Regions from separate parts of the Gasterosteus aculeatus genome. Here region 2 is linked to region 1. A link is a contact called in public Hi-C data. All regions are on one chromosome and are shown on one strand. The core of a region is the stretch at or near the end of the contact, and the rest is flanking DNA. Distances in the headings are between cores, read along the strand shown. Region 1 holds the start of frem2b (FRAS1 related extracellular matrix 2b). Region 2 overlaps frem2b (FRAS1 related extracellular matrix 2b).

Region 1 (2,703 bases), core at 19-2,518:
TCTACGGCGGGGGGTTTGTAGGCTATTTTCAAATCTTTTAGGTCTGCCTGGTAAAACGAGGTTATCGGCAAATTCCTATCGTCCGTGCTCACTATGTAGCCCTCCTCAAAGGACAAGGTAGATGTGATGTTGAAAATTAATTCATCAGGATTAGACTCAACATCCTCCGCAGCCAGCATGTCCATGGTTATTGCTGTCATTACAAACTGGTCTACTTCCATCATCATCATCGCAACAAAGCTGGGTTTAGGAGCCGTGTTCTCCTCTCCGCCTTTAATCCTCACCAAAATTTGGAAAGATTCCTGCTTGAGCAAATTGCTCTCCTGATCATGTAACTCCACAAGCATTGGAATATAATCCCTGTTGGGCGACTTGGAAGCAAAAGTATGCCGATAACGGACGTTCATCTTAATAAATTCATCACAGTCCACCATTGTTCCGAGGCTGTCCTCATCCACAAGGTTCCCATACCTGGGCAGAACACTGCTGCTCGACAGAGAGGTTATTTTGCATTGTTGTGCACTTCTATCATAGGTGAATTCTAAAATCCTTCCATCGATGGGGCTGCTTGTTCCGAGCAGTCTCTCCACAGGGAGTGGCATGTTTTTGGTCACAACTTCCAGCTGTGTGAAAATGACTTCCACCTCCATCATAAAAGGAATTATAATGGTGTCCGTTTGGGTGTCATACCTGAGTTGCAATCTCACTCTGTCCCTCGGAGGGCTCCTGGAGCCAAAGTGCGAGTACTTAACATTCGGGCCAAATTCACACGGAAACTTTTTCGGAAACAGGTGTCCAGGCCTCTGAGTCAGCGGATCGTTGTCCAGGACCGTTATACTGCATGCGTCACCGGGCCAAACTTGGATAACCAAATCGTTGAAGGGATCGATGAAGACCGATCTCCCGAAAGGCACGCGGATCCCGTTATTGGCAACCAATATCGTGTCCTCCGACGGCTCGGGCCGCAAGGCGTATGATAATCCGCTGCTGCCGAACACCTGCCCGACGGCGTTACCTGTGAGGACGACCGCGAGCAGAACAAAAGCAGCGGCCGTCCTGTGCAGACGCGGGGGAATAATCCGAGCCATTTGGAGTGCGGAGCCGCAAACGGAGACACGTTGAACTTTGCGCGTGCACCGTTATGAACTAAGTACGGCGGTTAAAGTTGCAAGAATATGCAATCGGAGTCGGATGATATCACGCGTCTGCGCGCACTGAGGTGCACCATTCTCTCGCAGCGGCCGCGCACTGATAACATAAACTTCACAGCTTTGCAAGGAGTACGCGGAGTTACGCCCTCCTCTCAGCCGATTGGTTAATATCTCCGCTGGAATGCGTTTTGCCGGGTTTTAAATGGACGTGGTTCGTGTCATTCGGGCCGGACACAAACCACGACGCGTAACGCTGGACCTCGAGCAGGTTGCATTAGACAAAAAGAAAAAAAAAATGAATAACGTGATGTTTTTGGTGTTCATGGCCCGATTTACATCCTCGAGCGTGGCCGGGAATTTAATTGCGTTCGAAATAGTTTTAACAGTTGGATGTTGTTTAAATAATCTGTTCCCCAATCAAAGGTGTTCACTCAGAAATGCTCCTGACGAGAAGGTTTATGGATCAAAGGGAGAGTCTTCACTGATGAACTAACTGGAGAAGGACTTTGTCTCCCTCTCGTGGTTTGCTCCGCTGAGGAGGCTGGGTGCAGAAATCACACACTGGCCTCGATGTTTTTGCACATTTACCACCTTCTCTCTGATAAAACCAGGTGCGTCTTGAAAAGCTTCCACCAAACAGGTTCTACGTTACATGCACAGGGTCGTACACTATATAATAAATGGTTGTATTGTTTGATAAGGAATAAATAACTGGTCTACCCCTCCAATAGGAGCTTTAAAATGTGTGAGGTGGTGTGTGTGGATATCAGTAATAACATTTCAGCCAAAACACACCCTGCAAAATAACCCCAAATTCACTCTTAAAGTACGAGTGCAAAAAGTTGTGCTTACTATGGTCACGCGGTGACTATGCCCTGTTTCCTGCTCTCTCATCACACATCAGGTCCACCAGGCGTCAGGCGCTTCCCCCAGCAGAGCATTCCCCTCTGACTCTTGGACAAGTCCTGTCATGAACCCGGCCCAGTCAGGAGGACTCCCACGCAGACGCTGTGCACCACAGCAAGGCGGGTTGACCACAAAATTTGATCAAAACATGATTTAATTTTCCCTACGGTGAGCCCCAACCGCACCGGAAGATGAGAGCCGTAAATATTTTTACAATAGAGTCTAAACGTGTTGAAGGGAGATCGACCTATTGCTCGTATTACTCCTGCTCCGCTATTGCTTTCACTGTTTTACTTAAATTAACAGAAAAAATGCTTTAAAATTTAAAAAAAAATCTCAACTCAACCGTAGTCTGTCATTGTTTCAACGAACACACATGTGCCCACATGCTCCCCTGTGAAGCATTGCTTGAAACTTGACTTCAGCTGTGCTCAGGCCCTTCTGATCCCTTTTAGATGCTTTTCATTCCATCCACAACAAAGTGTGGGTGCAACCATCGTATCTGCACCTACCTATTGTTGCACTTTTAATGACATACAAACGGTCTCACAGCTGCCATGTGTTGAAATCAGTACACAGTAGCTGCCATAACAAATCGTGCAGTTGGGTTGGACACTGTTGACAGGGTCCAATTATAAATATAGCC
Region 2 (3,133 bases), core at 441-2,940, 39 kb before region 1:
TGTCTCCTTCAACTATCACCTATTTTTCATTCTAATCCATGAAACAATTTTCTTTTTCTCAATTAAATTACTCTGAAAAAAAGGAGTTAAATATTGTTTGTTTATTATCTTTCATAATACATTTGACAAAAAAAAGATTGATTGATATGTCTTTCATATCTATTTTGAATTCAACAGAATATATCTTAATTAAAAACTAAATTGATTTGACAGCTCATTAGAGATGTTCTATATGACAACACGTTGGTTTTTATTATCAGTTCTACATCTGTTATTAGTTTTAAAATGTCTGTCACAACAATATTTACATAACCTTTTAAAATTATGGTTAGAACAGTTTAGATATAATGTAGGAGATGTTATCAAAGCACATCCTGACAAGGATGTTGATTATGTGTCACTGGGGGACCTAAATAATTCAAGGATAATCAAGGATAAAACTGAAAAGGGAACTTTCCAGGTTATTTAAAGTATTTGCGACAATTGTGTCACCATAGGTGCTTATTTAAACTATATAGGAGCATCATATTTCACATCCAATGTTTTACTGATAAAAACAACTGTACTCTTTTATATGAACTACTGTACCTGGATGTGCAAACACAAACAGGCCTCGGAATCGAGCTTCCGTGCGGAAGTTGACTACCAGCCGTCCCTGGCCGTTTATACGCATGCTGGTTGGGTACAGGGCACCTGCAGGACAATCACAGATCACCGTTTCAATGAGGCCACTTATTTGCGCTCCCGCATCAAGTTAACATGGCAGATTTGAAGTAGTTCTCACATTTTGTTCAAGTCTTACCTTGGAGTTCATTCTCCGGCGGGCTGCCTATGCCGTCCCTCCACAAGATGGCAGTGTCGTAAACAAAAGTGAGCCTCAGCTCCGACTGCAAATCAAAGTGCTGCCATCCTCCCGCTCCCACAGGGGAATGGAAAACATAGGACACATGGAGCGGTACTCGCAGGGTCACATACGACTGGACCAGATTCAACACCTGCAGAGAGACCCGACATGTTGTGAAGGAGTAAATTATTTAGATCATACCTTGCATGTTAATTGCATGTTAATGTTTTAGAAATACGAGGAGGAAAGAATCAAAAACCCATGAATAAAGCACATGAACACCAACCCCTGATATGATCATTGATATGTTATCAACATGGCTGATTTAAATTGAAGACGGACCACAGATTGATTAGACATGTATTAGTGAACTCCACATACTTTTCTGGGAAATAATTGCTGCAATATTAACTTTGAGTAGGTTTCAGGTCAATTCACTTCATGTTTAATATTTTGAGGTCATGAGCTGAACACAATCTCAGATAACATACTTCAATTCGTATCTTTTCAATTAAATCAATTAAAAACATTTAAATAGCTTTCACCACTATCTACTGCTATTTATGATTAACACAAACAACAGAATGCACTGCATTTACATTATTTAGGGGCATTTATTCACAACAAACTCCCCCCTCCAAATTATTATTATAACTAAAGAGCTGTCCCAAAATGGTCAAATGATTCCAAGTGGTGAAAGTCCTCTGAAAGGAGTGCTTTCTGCTATCCGCACTTTTCTCCGTCCTGGGAGAGGTACTTGCCTGCACTGGCTCTGTGATCATGTGGAAACGTGCCTTTGCCTCTGGGCTCCGAGAGCTCAAGCAGATGATTGGCAGAATGGCCTTGTGACACATCCTGCCGGGCCTAAATAGATTCCTATGGTCCTTTTAAGCTGAGCACTAAGCCCACACTGTGACATGACACTGCCCCCGGCCTGTGCTCAGACTGCCAACCCACTTAGAGGAGCTTTTGGGTTACGGGGCACCCGCTAACAAAGGCAGGTTTTCTCTTTCCATTGATCCTGCCTTACATATCTTGAAACGGAACGGTTGGCGCCTCAGACTTTTGCATTTACATGCCACCGTTTGTTCTGTTCAGTAGCCATAGCAACAATATCTACATACAGTACTGTACACAACCTGCATGTATACCATGTTACCACCTAATGAAAAGACAACAGGCACATGGGTTTTATTGCAAAGCGTGTTTTCTTAAGCATTTTGATAGGATAATATCTACCCTATATATATATATATATATATATATATATATATATATATATATATAATATATACCCTTTTTTTTATAGAAATGAGTGAAGTGAAGTGTGTGCAGTATGGAGCTCATCTTACGGTAAGGATTGTATCACTGACGGCAATCTGCTTACTTGTTAAAACATGTGTAGTGACACGTTTTCTGTTTTTTTTTCCACATTATGTGGCTAGTGGCAAGTTCCACTTGTAAAGAGAGGCTGTTATCACCTCGGTGGTGCCTTTGTTTAAACCTGAAGCAATGTTAAATGAGAGACTAGCATTTTGGAAAACTTACCAAATGTATGTGCAGTAGGGATTTAATTAATAATCCCGTGATAATAATAATAATGCACTGTTGCAGCGTTTCTTTCTCAACACTGTACCTTAATTGAGTCAACTGACTAAATGTTTCCGAGGTGAATGCAAATGTTGGGGGCCGCGAGACATCTACGCCCGGAGAACACGAGGGGCTTTAATATTTCCTCTTTCCCGCTCCACATGAAATCTGCTGCTACAAAGGGCACATTGCACACACAACGATGCAGATAAACTCACATTTGTATAAGACGGCTGTTGACTTTGAAAGATAAATAACCGGCCTTACCGTGAGTTGAAGGGAGCAGAGTGCCGGGTTAGTCATTACTATAAAGGTTAACGCGGGTCTCCAGACAATAATGGAGGATTTCTACAGGCTAGTATTTACTTTCGGATCTTTAAGGGAAAACCAAGCAGCCAAGTAGAATTTTAATATGCCAGTAAATGATTACTTAGAACTGAAAATCCAGAAGGATCTTTTTAAATGACAGAACAGACCAGTAATTGCTGTGGACACATTCCTATCCTCAAGGGGCTCTGCTGCTTTATTGAACCAACTCCTTGCTCCTTCTGTCTAGGGATGACAAAAGGGGTCAGAGGTGAGCAAAAGCTCAGAGGTGGGGCTACTTTACCTGTCCATCAGTCCCAATGGTGCCTCCACAGTCACTCAGCAGCTCAGACATGTCATAGTAGCTGCTGAATTCCCACAAACAAGCTTCCA

The links. A called contact is a pair of places that touch in the nucleus more often than the background predicts.
Region 2: a Hi-C map of whole body shows a contact between it and region 1, with 1.8 times the contacts expected there. The contact joins the enhancer-like site here to the promoter of frem2b in region 1. A contact is called at or near these places in 3 of 6 Hi-C or Micro-C datasets (skeletal muscle, tail fin and whole body).

Annotation. Positions count from the first base shown.
Region 1 is chr1:14,642,015-14,644,717 of fGasAcu3.hap1.1, reverse strand. It overlaps frem2b (FRAS1 related extracellular matrix 2b), which reads right to left and starts at 1,268. Exons shown (of 24, transcript XM_040173979.2): 1 at 1-1,268. The coding sequence starts at 1,088.
Region 2 is chr1:14,680,933-14,684,065 of fGasAcu3.hap1.1, reverse strand. It overlaps frem2b (FRAS1 related extracellular matrix 2b), which reads right to left. Exons shown (of 24, transcript XM_040173979.2): 16 at 3,045-3,133; 17 at 803-995; 18 at 589-693. Among protein-coding and RNA genes, the nearest start is that of LOC120817607, 21 kb to the left of the region's middle. Within about 2 kb of position 1,690, at least 4 of the 9 cell types and tissues checked have open chromatin away from gene starts, as enhancers often do.